Linked DNA regions of Mus musculus: region 1 is linked to region 2. A link is a contact called in public promoter capture Hi-C data. All regions are on one chromosome and are shown on one strand. The core of a region is the stretch at or near the end of the contact, and the rest is flanking DNA. Distances in the headings are between cores, read along the strand shown. Region 1 overlaps Dok5 (docking protein 5). Region 2 holds the start of Cyp24a1 (cytochrome P450, family 24, subfamily a, polypeptide 1).

Region 1 (6,897 bases), core at 1,947-4,446, 380 kb after region 2:
GAAAGCGTTCACACAAAGGGAGGCATAGTTACTGGCTTGAGGGTCTTGTCTCCATCAGGTAGCTGTCGGAAGAAGCCATAGCATTTATGACAAAACTTTAACTCTAGAAGAGGCAGTCATATGGAGGATTAAGGAGAAAAAGTAAACTTTCTCCCCCCCCCTCCTCCTCTTTAAAGATTTATTTATTTATTTCATGTATGTGAGTACACTGTAGCTGTCTTCAGACACACCAGAAGAGGGCACCGGATCCCATTACAGATGTTTGTGAGCCACATGTGGTTGCTGGGAATTGAAGTTAGGACCGCTGGAAGAGCAGTCAGTGCTCTCAAGTGCTGAGCCATCTCTCCAGCCCAAGACAACGTTCTTCCTAGTCAGATTGGTGAATGCAAATGTCCTGAGGCAGAGATGAGTGGGGTATGGAGAAGGGGGTTGGATGACGGGAACCGGTGGTCAAGACTCCTTTGTACACGGTGTGCTGAGGGTGCTGAGCATAGTAGTGTCAGGCCTGAATCCTGTTTTAAGTCTAACATTGCAGAGGATCTGGGGAGGGGGTAGCAGAGGAGGAGCCTGACGGCTTCTCATGTGAGCCGTGGAGTGCCTGGCCTCAGCTCAGGGCACCGTTCTCAGCCCTCTTATCAGTCACGTTCAGAATCTTCAGTCTTGCATCAGAGATTTCCCATTGAGTCAGGATTTCCAGAGCACCCTCACCAGTCTGCCTTGCAGATAAAAATCATTCATTTCAAAATGAAACCAAGGAAAAGCAAGCCCCCGTGTCATTCCTCAGGCAGGAAACCAAAGCATGGTGCCATGTGTGCCTGCTGGAATCTACCATATGGCTGGCCTTATTTCCATCCTCCTGGTGATGACCTCCACAGCTGGAGCTGGCAAGAGCAGCTAGTCCTCCTCCTCCTCCTCCTCCTCCTCCTCCTCCCCCCCCCCCAGTTCATCATCTTCTCTATTGTAAAGAATTAAGGATTGGAAACATCAATCAATTCGTTCTAAGTATCATGGGACTCACAGGTGGAGCAATTGTCAAGGGACCCAGGCTCTGAGGCCCTGGCAGTGTCATCAGATGGTCCTTAGCTCTGAGAGGAGGCCCTTGCCCCAGTGTGAGTCACAGGCCCACGTGCTAAGATCAGAATGCTTTCATGGGGTTGAGCCCAGAGCGTGCAAGTTCATGCCCATTCTCAGGAGGATAGATTCTTGGAGCCAGTGGCTCCGCTGGGGAGTTCACTCGTTTTCTGAGCACATGTGCTACCCTTCCTACACACGTGCTGCTGTTAAGAAAGGTCACGGGGAAAGATGGTAAGCCAGGTGTCAAGGTTTGAATATGCTTGGCCCAGAGAGTGGCACTATTTGGAGGTGTGGCCTTGTTGGAGTAGGTGTGTCACTGTGGGTGTGGGCTTTAAGACCCTACTCCTAGCTGCCTGGAGTCAGTCTTCCACTAGCAGCCTTCAGATGAAGATGTAGAACTCTCAGCTCTGCCTGCCTGGATGCTGCCATGCTCCCCACTTGATGATAATGGACTGAACCTCTGAACCTGTAAGCCAACCCCAATTAAATGTTGTCCTTTATAAGACTTGCCATGGTCATGGTGTCTCTTCACAGCAGTAAAACCCTAACTAACACACCAGTCATCCTGCTCACATCGGCAGGGTCGTGGAGGACATGGAGTGAGTGAGGGGGGACATTATGGATCTGGTGGGACCTTTGTCAAGGTCTCTTGCATTATGAACTTTACCTGAGAGCTGTCTGCAGCCGCCTCTAGTCAGCCATGTGGTGGGCTAGAGTATACCTGAGCCCAAGTGTGTGGACCCCAGGCTGGTACTGGCTTTCTAGCATCCCACGGGAGTGGGTAGACGGCCCTCTAGCTCATCATTTCCTGTCGGAAGCCAAACCCAGCTTTCACACCTCACTGAAGAATTCAGTTTAGCCACGGGCTTTCACTTGGGCCCTGTGGTCATTGTCTGTGAGTTTCCCTTGAAGCTTCTGGAGTTTAAGGAGCTGCTGACAAGGGCCTCACACTTCACTCAAGATGTGGGGTTTTCCTGAACGCCACACCCAGGCGTTCTGCTCCCAGGAGGAAATTGTTACCAAACCAAATAAAGACATGCTGGAATATACACCTACCCAGGTAGTTCTAGCTCCACCCGTGGATACTATGTTTCTATGTTGCAGCTCCGGCATTAGAAAGAGACTAGAACACATGTTCAGGTTGCCTGGGAGGCGAGGAAAGACTGGGAACTTTAACACCCGTCACCACCTCTGCAGGCCAGAAATCTAGCCTGGGTTCAGATGTGAGGCTTGCAAGTGTTCAAGCTTTTGTGTCTCTCTCTCTCTCTCTCTCTCTCTCTCTCTCTCTCTCTCTCTCTCTTTTTAATAATCTGTAAAAAAATTTGCGTGTGTATGTGTGCGGGTGACATATGCAATGGTGAGGTCATGTGTGTGTGCACGTGTGTGTGAAGAGGTCATGTATGTGTGCACATGTGTGTGCATGTGTACATATGTGTGTGCCTGTGTGTGCTTGTGTACATATGTGTGTGTGCCTGTGTGATTTGAATTGATGACATATACGTGAGGAGGTCAGAGGTCAGCTTTTGGGATTTATTCTCTCCTCCACCATGTGGATTCTGAGGACTGACTTCGGATTCTCAGGCTTGGAGGCAGGCACTCACAGAGCCATTTCATTCGGCCCAAGCCCTTGGTTCTCTTTGTAGCTGTTTTAGTTTGGGGCAGAGATTGGGATAACTCTGCAAACTGTGGCAGCTCACAAATCCCCTTGCACGTCTCTTAATCCTCAGTAGAACTGCGTGGGAGAATGAAAGACATCTTTCCTTTCATCATGTAGAAGTGGGAGCTGGGTTTGTGTCAGGTGTTACTCCTGTTTCTTCTCAGGTGGGGAGGCTGGGATGATGTTAGCTGAGGCCTAAGGGCTCAGTCAGTCAGGGCTGTTGTGACAGAGGAACGGAAAGTCAGTTGAAGGGCCAGGAGCCGCAGAGCCACAGGGCACCAACCACCCTTTTCTCTTGGCTCAACAGTCCACACAATATGGTTTTGAAAGTGTGCCTGAAGCATCCATACTTGCTGGCTCTCAGAGCTCCCCCCACCTACTTCCTTGTGTCCAGCCTCTGTGCCACTGTGAACTCCCTTAGTCCTGTAAAATCGCTGCTTGTGCTACCCCTAGCCAGCAGGGGGCAGCAAAACATCTTGGTTTTATAAAATGAAAGGTGCTTGGCTGTCAGGCTGGGCAAACCGGTTTCTCCTGGGCACTTTCCAGCCTGGATCCCGTGTTTCTTAATACAATTTTACAGGGATGTACATGCTCACACACTGTGTGTTCACCGTGGCTGCTACCCTGCTGTTAATATCTACTTAGTTTTACTCTCTGGCCTTGTATAGAGGAAACCTGCCAATCCCTGCATTAACTCTGAGGTGGGCGCAGGGCATCCTTTTTTTCTTTCTCATTAATCAATCAATCAATCAATCAATCAATCAATCAATCAATCAATCAATTAATCGATTAATTGATTAATTAATTAATTCACTTTACATCATAATCGCAGGCCCTCTTCTCCCAGTCTCTCCCTCACATGGCCCCTCACCCCGTTCCCCCCACCCCTTCACCTCAGGGAGGTCCAACCCACCCTGGCACCTCAAGTCACTGCAGGACTAGGTACACCCTCTCCCACTGAGGCCAGACAAGGCAGTCCAATTAGCGGACCAGGATCCACAAGCAGGCAACAGTCAGGGACAGCCCCCACTTCAGTTGTTGGGGGATCTGCGTGAAGACCAAACTGCACATCTGCTACATCTGTGTGGGGTGGAGAAGGCTGGATCCAGCCCTTGTAGGCTCTCTGGTTGGTGGTTAATAGTGTCATGGATTGGTTGGTCTCAAGTTGAGCCAGTAATTGGTTGGCCATTCCTTAGTTTCTGCTCCATCTTTGTCCCTGCACTTCTAGTAGTCAGGACAAATTTTGGGTCCAAGGTTTTGTGGATGGGTTGCTGTCCTTATCCCTCCACTGAGAGTCCTGCCTGGCTACAGGATGCTTCAGGCTTCATATCCCCCACTGCTAGGAGTCTCAGCTAGAGTCCCCCTCATAGACTCCTGGATCCTCCCCCATCCCAAGTGTCTGGCACAATCCTAGAGATGCTTACCTCACCCCCCATTTCCATCCATTCTCCTGGCCCCCTCTCCCAGGTGACCTCTCAAGGGGGGGGGGGCATTCTTGACTTGTTCATTGGGCTGGAAACTGAATTGGAATAGAGGAAATTAAAGTCTTCTAACAGTGACATATGAAGATGTGCAATATTGTCTTATTCTGAGTCAGGTTTGCAAAGAGTGTCTACATCAAAATTTTCCCTAGTCCTGTGTTTTCCACGCCCCCCCCCCACCCGAATTTCATGACACAGGGAGGAACTACAGATGAAAGTTTAAGGAGTTAACACAGCTGTTAAGGACTGACCAGGGCTGAAGGCAAAGGCCAAATGCAAATGATATGTTAATCACGCACTCCCTAGTGATGCGTATTTGCATATCTGTGTGAGTGACCTTAGGAATACAGTCTCCTGTCCTGAACAGGCCACTTTTCTCTGGTAAATTTAATCAACTGTAGTACTAGCCAATTTGATCCTGAGCTTTCTTGAGAGATAACTGTTTGTCCTCTCTAATTTTTTTTTGGAAAAGATGTCACCAGCCCGCTGAAGCTTCACCGGACAGAGACTTTCCCCACCTACCGGTCTGAGCACTGACAGCAACCGCCAAGAGCTGTTAGCACATTTGTGCTGTGTCAGCCACAGCAGGAGGACACAGAGGGACAGCCAGGGAGAGTGCAGATGAAGAAGAGCAGCTTCGCACCCTGCTAATGTGTGTGGCCACGGGAAACGCTGCAGAACAACATATGTATAAATATTTTTCCCTTTCTCTCTCTCTCTTTCTTCCTCTCTCTCTCTCTCTCTCTCTCTCTCTCTCTCTCTCTCTCTCTCTCCCTTCCTTCCTTCCTTTCTTCCTTTCTCCCTTTCTCTCTTTCTCTCTCTTTCTTTTCTTTTTTTTTTTTAAAGATACAGCCCTAACCTCATGGAAACGCACTGGATAATATCAGCCCACCCTGTTTTTATAGCTGGACAGAGGAGTCAGTGTTGCTACCACGGACTGATTTTCTATTGGTGACAAGTGCCCCCTGTGCCTCTCTGAGTCTGTCCCTCTGTGGATTTGTGTGATTTTCCTTGTAAGTGTTTCCGTCGTAAGACAGTCATCATGGACAATAAAATGCCTCTTCAGTATTCGTTAGTTCTTTCTGCACTATCCCTCTGTGACTGGGGCTGGGGTTCTGGCTCAGTCATGAACTCGCATTTGGTTATATTCCCAGTGAATTAAATCAATATTTCCACTCATTCTTCTCAGGGAAGACCCCCTCAGAAGACCCAATGAACATGCGTTCTCCTCAACCCCCTCTGACCCCTCAAAAGCCTTTATTTTGAGTAGACCACTTACGTAAGGCATTTTAGAATAAGCAGCTTCACCATCCGGTCCCCGGGTCCCGGTGCCAGTTTTCTCTGTGCCCCCACTTAGTGTATCTGGAGGGTAAATGCACTGGGAACAGGGTTTTGCGTTGTGTTTCACACAAATCCAGACACAGACACATCTCTTCATTCATTCATTCATCAGATCTGGAGTCTTCTCGTCTCCAGTGCTCTGCTGGACTCTAGGCATGCAGAGGTATAAAGACTCTGGCTTTGTTGCCAAGAACCTCAATTTCTTCCAGACGAGGGCATCAAGGGAATTAAGATACAATTGCAGTACTGAGTGGCACCTGCCCGATGGGCCTCCAGGGGCGACGGCCTTCTAAAGAGAAGGTCACCCCGCTCTTCAGGCTGTGTCACTGGGGAGGTGCCAGATGGCAATTGCATCTCGTGACAATTAGAGGTTATGTTCTCGCCAGGCTGGAAAAGCAAGCTGGGGGCACTCACCTTGCTCGCTGTCATGTCCCCTAATTAAACTTGATCTTCAGGTAAGTGGCGCTTATATGGTATTTCAAAATAAAAGTGAGGTCCAAATTTGACATGGAACAGGGGTATGTTTCACAGTGCCCCTTGTATCTTGAGTTCAAATCATCCTGGATGGTCTTTGCTGAGTTTGACAACTACAATGTTCAGCCCTAGAGCTGAGCCTGGACCCCTGATAGATGCGTGTCAGATGGACAGAGAGAGAGAGAAGGTCAGATTCACATCCTCGGAATGGGGTTCTTTGTATATGGGAGACTTCACCTTGAATGCACACTTCTGCACACCAGCTTCCTCTGAATCCATTATTTTCATGGAAGAAAATACCTAATGAGTTTCAGAATTATATATATATATATATATATATATATATATTGCAGAGGCTCCCACAAAACACTTCAACATCCCATTGCTGTTTGAGCATTTCTAGAAAGGCTCAAAGGGGAGATAGACACACCTTATAACCCCATATCTTCAGCCTAGCTAAAAACCCAAGCCTGCTAAGCTAAATGCACTGCTTGTTCCAGAGCTGAGATTCCAAGGACACCTCGGGTAGGACCTTTCCCAGGAGGGGAGAGATCTCAGGAGAGAGGTCTGAAGTCAGCTAATAATTAATGAATGGATTAGGGCAACTTAATGGCTTGGGTCTGATGGCCTTCCCAGAATGCACCTGCACTCTGTCTGGGTTCTCTGCAGCTTTTTTCCCCCCACGTAATTTTTGCTCTTCCTTCTCCCAGATGGATCCATTTTCGTCTGTAACAATGCAGCTCGCCATGCACACTTAGCACCTTGTATCTTGAGTTCAAATCATCCTGGATGGTCTTTGCTGAGTTTGACAACTACAATGTTCAGCCCTAGAGCTGAGCCTGGACCCCTGATAGATGCGTGTCAGATGGA
Region 2 (6,615 bases), core at 3,122-5,621:
GTCTATGATTAGCTGCCTGTTAAAGATGTAGTTCTGTGTTTCCTGAGACTGTGGTCTTTTTCTAGAAAACAAAATCTCAAAAAGAGAGAGGAGGGCAGGGACACTCTCTTTCTCTCTCTAGAAGTCATTTCCAGGAGCACGTGACCCAGAAGCTTCGAAGCCTCCTGGTGAGAGACACAGTGTCTGTGTCAGTCACAGGGAGGTGAGGACAGAGGTGTCAGTGACTCGGAGATCTGTGCTACCACAGTGAGAAGGGCTGGGAGGGATGAGTATGGAGTGAATGGGTTTCTAGTACCTGCTAGGGACTGGGCTAGCCCAGAACAGGGGTTTTCCTGTCCTGTTTTTTTATTTAATAATGTTGTTTAGGATCAACCTATTTTCAAATAAGGTTCCTTAGTCTTTAAAACGTTTTTGCACAGAGAAAATTTGAATTACATAATACCCGTGTCCCCTATGCTAGCTTCCACCTGGACTGTGATGTCATACACCAGGCTAGCCCACCTGTGAGCATCCCAGGACTCTCCTCTCTCTACCTCACATCTTGTCATAGGAGCACTAGGACTACAGACCTGTGTTGCCGTGTCTAGCTTTGTGTGAGGTTTGAACCCAGGTCCTCAGGTTTGCAGGCAGGCTGTTTCTCCACTGGTGTATGTGTGTGTGTGTGTGTGTGTGTGTATGCCCCATGAGCCCTTTGCTTTCTTGACAAGAAGGCTTCAGAGTAAGCTCTTTTTCTCTTCTCGTTTCCCTGTGGTCTCTGGTAGAATACAGAGGCAACAGAGCTGGGGGCAGCTGCTGTTGTCTTGCTTCAAGCCAACACGCTAACAACAGAGGCCTGGTGTTTCCACTTCTGCCTGTTGGGGGCCTTCACTCTGGGCTCCATTTTCTGGAACACTCATCTGCAGAGACCTATCTAAGTTTCTCGTTCCTGCCCTTATAATCTGACACTCATCTTAGCAGAGAGGAGTCTCTCACCGAGGCCCATGTCTCTGCTCCTTCTTACCCCTGTAAATGTCCTTACCAGTATTTGTCACGTTAGAATTGTAGTTTTGTGAGGGCAAAGAGGCTGTCTATTTTGTTCCTTGCTGTGTCTCTGGTACCCAATAGTGTCTAGCACATAACATTTGCTTCAGAAGTATTTGTTGAATGACTTCACCAACAACCTATAGTATAAGTTATAACTAAAACCAGTTTGTGTGGCCTTGTCTCGATTGGTGATAATCTATCATTATGGAGACCAGAGCCTTAGCCCCCCCCCCCCCGCCCGCCCCCGATCTCCTGTAGCGTAAGTGAACAAGAACTTACTTTCAAAGGACCATTTGTTCAGCTCGCTGTACAAGTCTTGGATGCGGCCTCTCTCATCACGCAGCTCATCGATTTGCCCCATAAAATCAGCCAAGACCTTAAAGAAAGCAGTAAGAAAGGCACGTCTGCATCACAGGAGGGAGAGAGAAGCCTCCAGGTCAGGGAGTTCTTCTGAGGGCGTTTCTGCTCTTGGTGGTGATGTCTTCCCCCAGGCCTGTCCTGTGCTGTTCCCTAAGCTCTTCCTGCAGCCACTGAAACTGCAGTTGCAGGTGTGTTTTATTTAATCCCGGCACTTGGGAGGCAGAGGCAGGCGGATTTCTGAGTTTGAGGCCAGCCTGGTCTACAGAGTGAGTTCCAGGACAGCCAGGGCTACACAGAGAAACCCTGTCTCGAAAGACCAAAAAAAAAAAAAAAAAAAAAAAAAAAAAAGAGTGTCCCTGGCAATTGTTTTGTGTATATGTGTGTGTGAGTGTGTGCACGTGTGTGCGCATGTGTGTGTGTGTGTGTGTGTGTGTGTGTGTATGTGTGTGTGATGTAGGCTCATAAAGCCGGCAGGTAACAGAGGAGCATGTTTAGTTTGCTTATGTAATGCACTTTGAAAGTACTCTGAATCTGTCACTTTACTAGAAAAGCAGGCATAGGGGGATGGTGGGGATGGGGGGTGGGGCGGGTAAGGTCCAGAATCTTTTTAGAATCATACATCAGCACGGAGTACAAAATCTCTGGACACATCATGCCATTTTATTCCTCTACGTTTTCAGAAGACCGGTCTCTACAGGAACATGCCCCCATCCCCCACCCCGCGCCCAGATTCTTTACCACTGTATTCCTATTACAAATGCAAAGCCTCCCCGCTCCTGCCACCCCTGTCCCCGCCTCAAGTGTTGCCGCCTAGGGCTCTTAGAAGCAGGCATCACATTCAGTACTGTAGACTAGGGGCTCTAAAGACTGGGAAATCGGCTTCGAGAAGTTAAATAACACAGCCCGGTCTCACTGCTAGCTGGTGGAAGCCTTGGAACTGCCCAGGAAGCTTGTAACTGTTCCCTCGGTGGGATTACTTTAGGATTTGGAGCAGATGAGTTTGCGGGAAGAGGAAGGAATGAAAGGCGGAGAGAGACAGCATCTCCCTTCAACCACCCATGATCCACAATTCTTTTCCCTTTGTATTTAGAGCTGTGACCCAAAGTCCCCCGGTTAACAGCTCTCTGTCGCAGAGAGCCGCAGGAAAGCTGGCCCCAGTGCACAAACCTCATTGATTTTCTTGTCCAGCTTCATGATTTCCACGGGCTTCATGAGTTTCTTTTGGAAGGCGCTGCGGACCCGCTGCCACTCCTGTCCTTCCCTGCAGAGAAGGGGTATGCTTAGAGCACCACGAAAGAGGCTGCGCAGTGATTCGGGGAGCGCAAAAACTAACCCTGAAGATCGCCTGGAAAAGTCTCAGGAATCTTAGCTCTCAATGAATATTCGCGGCCGCCATCAGCCATCACTGACCCGAAAGAGGCTCACTGTGTCTCTCCGTGAGCTGATAGTTTATGGTAGTTATTTTCCTCAGTGGTGTAGGCTCTGACAAGATGTCTGTGCTCTAAATGACCCCCACCTATGGTCATGCGAGCAAACTCAGGGAGTTATAAACACAAAATAAAAACAACATGAAAATAGGAGAGAGAATTGTTGGGACAAGGGAGAATCTCAATAGGAGTGGGTGGGAGTATCAGAGAGGGCACTGAGTGATGAATGCGACCGGAAATACATTATAAACACGTATAAAATTGTCAAACAACGTTAAAATATTTGGTTTGACGTTAGGGTTAAGTCTTGCCCAAGACGACACCTGGAAGGTGAAGCCCAAATAAAGCGGGCATGGTGCTTTTGATGTGTCCTGTTGGGGGAGGCAGCATGTGTGCATCCCTTCACTGAATAGCTTGTGAGGGGAACCCACTCTCTACAGCACAATTTCAGGATGGCACCAGCTCTAGGTAGAGCAGGGGCTTTATATTCGTTGTCCATACGTCCCAGGGAACTCTAACGACTCCCCTTCCCCACTGTCCCGCACGTCCAGCCTCCCATCGTCTCCGTCCAGCAGAGGGGACTGACTCACAGGATCATCAGCCCGTAGGCTTCGTTGCGATGGTCCCGATAGGCTTTCCAGGGTTTGATCTCTAGCCGCTGGGGATGCGCGCTCTCTGTGCGGTACAGAGCTTCCAGCAGGCTCGGCGAGCCCAGATGCACCGAGTCGAAGGAGCCCAGCTTCATCCGGAAAATCTGGCCATACTTCTTGTGGTACTCTGCCTGCAGCGGGGCGGGCCAAATGCCATCAGCGCGCATCCTCAGGTGCCCCGGGCGCTTCTGCCTCGAGCTGCTGACCTGAGCTCCCCCTGCCACCCCGACCGGAAGGAATAGGGAACAGGGGACAATAGGTGATTAGGAAACAAACTATTTACCAGTGTGTCGTGCTGTTTCTTCAGGCCACCTTTCCAAAAAATCTCCAGTAGGCTGCCCAGCAGTGGCCAGTTGGTGGGTCCAGGTAAGGAGGTGACGTTCCGAGTCTCACCGTCGGTCATCAGCGGGCAGAGGGGCACCTCTTTTGGCGCACGCTTCACGTGCGCCTTGGATGTCACGGACCTTGGGGGTTGCCCGAGGTCCCGCAGCCGGCGCAGGAAAGCGATCAGGGGGCGCCTTTTGTCAATGGGGCAGCTCATAGTAGCAGGCGACCCGTGACACTCGAGGAGCAGTAGGGACTGAAATGGGTAAGGTATTTCGGAAGTGCTGTTGGGTTCTGAAGTTTTGGCGATTTGGGGAAGAGAGGCAAACAGAAGCCGCGGGTGTGGTAAAATACTGTACAACAGGATGGACTTGGAAGAGGCAGATGCCCAGGGATGCTGCAAGGTGCAGTTGTTTAGGGCGCAGGTCCCTGCCCTGAGCTGGCCACAGTGGCTGGGGAAGAGCGGCCGGGGTTTGGCCCGAGTACTCTGTGGCTTTGCAAATTTGACTTCTAAGGTCTAAAGCCACGAGGGGTCAAGGAGGGTCGAAGGGATGCCGCCAGGTCTGATGTACCTCCTTGTGCCTCCCCGAGCTCCCGGGCTTAGGGACCTCGTATTTATGGGAACAGGGCATGCTGGAGGTGGCCAATGAGCACGCTGAATAAGGGCGGAGGGGGACCGACTGGCAAGGATGGGAGGGACGCGGGGGGCGGGTGTGGAAAGAGGATGGAGTCAGCGAGGTGAGTGAGGGCGCCGGGGCCTCGGGTGACCGACACGCTGCTGGCCCGGCGGACGCACCGTGGTGGACTCCACCCCGGAGATAACCTGAGAAAGGCGAGTCGAGCCCAGGGTTCAGCGGGTGCGCTGCGAGCACGCCTCCTCTCCCTCCTCCTGCAGGTTGCAGCCGGCCTTGCAGGAGCCCAAGGCTGCGCTTGCACAATCGCCACTCAGGGCGGGCAAGGTTCCTGAGGACAGTGCGGAAGACCGCCCGCGCTTGCCAAGAGAGTGGAGAGCGAGCCTGCCTCCCAACATCCCGGGAGACAAGTTTTCGTAGCCTGAGCTGGACTTCCTTTGGATGAATGTTGCCTTTTTGAGCCTCTGAAGGAAGAGAGGATTTGAAACTTACTAGGATATACCAACAAGTGGGGGGGGGGGGGGGGCGGAGATAATTTTCTTACCCAGGGTCTTAAGCTAGGCAAGAAAGCCCAATGCGATTTGCAGAATTTCCTTACCAGATTCCTCGATGCTTCGGGTTGGGTTGTTAGGGAACCGAATAAATGAATGCACGTACACAGGTGTATGTCCTCAACAAAGGATGCTAGTGGCTTTAGTTCTGCGGGAGACTGTGGAGTGCCTTGAGGGCATGGCTTGGTTCCTTTGGAGTGCTTCCCAATGTCCCCTTAAGCCTTTCCTTCTTGCACACCGCCCACCCTTCGCAGAGCAGAGGCACCCACCGATTCCTAAGCGCCCCCACTTTCTCCCTAAAGCAGGCAGAGTTAGCCACAGATGCACCCTTGCTTTTGTATCTGGATAGATTAGAGCTCACTTTCCTAATTCTGGAAAGGAAATTGGTCTTCACTGATTTAAAGTGACTCATATTGTTTCCTGCTGTTCCAATGCCAAGCGCCAGCAACCAGGCAGGAGGCAGAGACTTTCCTCCTCGGCTTTCCAGTCACCTGACCGAAGGTTACTGTGACCCAAGCAATAGCAAAGTCTTCCGTAAACACCTGTCTGCTTCTGGAAAGGCTTTTGCAAATTTGTGATTTGTGCTCCAATACTGTCGTCTCGAATTTCCCCTAAGAGGTCGTGCTAACAAACAAACAAAAACTGCATATATGCAATAATTTATATGAAATCCACTAGATCAATGTTAATATGCACTGTCGTGTATACGGCATGCACTATAAGTTCATGTAGTCTCTTGTGTTTCTGTGAAACATACATTTTATAATATATGTAGTGCACTGTAGGCCATGTGAAAGTACCATATGTTAGACTTTCAAGAGCCTGTGACAAAACTGGAATTTCACTCCAATACTTATTTATTGATTGATAATTTATTTATGTATTTACCTCCCAAATGCTGCCCCCTCCCCCATCCCCTCACACTTCCTCCCTCCACTTCCCCTTCACCTCTGAGAGGATACCCCCCACCCCCACCCTCGTGGTTTATCATGTCTCTGGCAGGATTAGGCATATCCTTTCCTACTGAGGCCAGACAAGGCAGCTCTCTGCTGTGTATGTGCCAGGAGACAAATTTCACTTCAGCTCAACATCAAAAACACGTGAAAGAACCGTAACCCCACCCCCACCCCCCTGCCCATTGTCACAGACATTAGTAGCCCCAATGGCATTTGGATCCCAGTTTCTAACCCAGCCTGACTCTTCAGCATCGACATCCATATGTATCATTATTTCTATTGCTTTCTTGAGACAGTCTCATAGCCCAGGCTAGCTCAAACCCCTCATCCTCCTGTTTCCACCTCTAGAGTGTTGGCTGATGGTTTATTTCACCATGCCTAACATCACCTGGCCAATCATATCACTCTCTTCCATGGCGATGGAAGTATTCCTTCCATGACGATGTGCCCCAGAGGAGGGTGGGATCAGAACTTTCTCGTTTGGGTACGTGGCAGAGAGTGGCAGAGAGCATGCATCCTTAGAGGGAGGTGTTATTTCCGCATCTCTTCTCACTTGTGCCTGGATGCTGCAAAGACCCCATCCTTGGGTGTGTGTGACAACTGTCTTGTTATTTCAGCCAGTGAGCTACTATTTCTTTTCCTTTTTTTTTTTTTTATTTTGCATGATCAAGACCGAGACAGGTTTCAGACAA

Evidence for each region. Promoter capture Hi-C pulls out the DNA fragments that hold promoters and counts their contacts.
Region 1: a promoter capture Hi-C map of liver shows a contact between it and region 2. The contact joins the enhancer-like site here to the promoter of Cyp24a1 in region 2. A contact is called at or near these places in 9 of 39 promoter capture datasets (the 3T3-L1 cell line, the C10 cell line, the HPC-7 cell line and 3 more), 4 of 15 datasets of contacts at CTCF or cohesin (the NIH/3T3 cell line and embryonic stem cells) and 12 of 115 datasets of contacts at active chromatin or transcription factors (astrocytes, craniofacial prominence, embryonic basal ganglia and 8 more).

What each region holds. Positions count from the first base shown.
Region 1 is chr2:170,874,490-170,881,386 of GRCm38.p6, forward strand. It overlaps Dok5 (docking protein 5), which reads left to right. Exons shown (of 8, transcript NM_029761.4): 8 at 4,685-5,286. The coding sequence ends at 4,749. Among named protein-coding and RNA genes, the nearest start is that of Gm35033, 100 kb to the left of the region's middle. Within about 2 kb of position 3,197, at least 17 of the 459 cell types and tissues checked have an H3K27ac peak or open chromatin away from gene starts, as enhancers often do.
Region 2 is chr2:170,492,774-170,499,388 of GRCm38.p6, forward strand. Cyp24a1 (cytochrome P450, family 24, subfamily a, polypeptide 1) reads right to left here and starts at 4,372. Exons shown (of 12, transcript NM_009996.4): 1 at 3,744-4,372; 2 at 3,401-3,591; 3 at 2,551-2,644; 4 at 1,303-1,399. The coding sequence starts at 4,001. It overlaps Gm16796 (predicted gene, 16796), which reads right to left. Exons shown (of 3, transcript NR_040367.1): 3 at 6,584-6,615. It also overlaps a transcript of Pfdn4 not described here.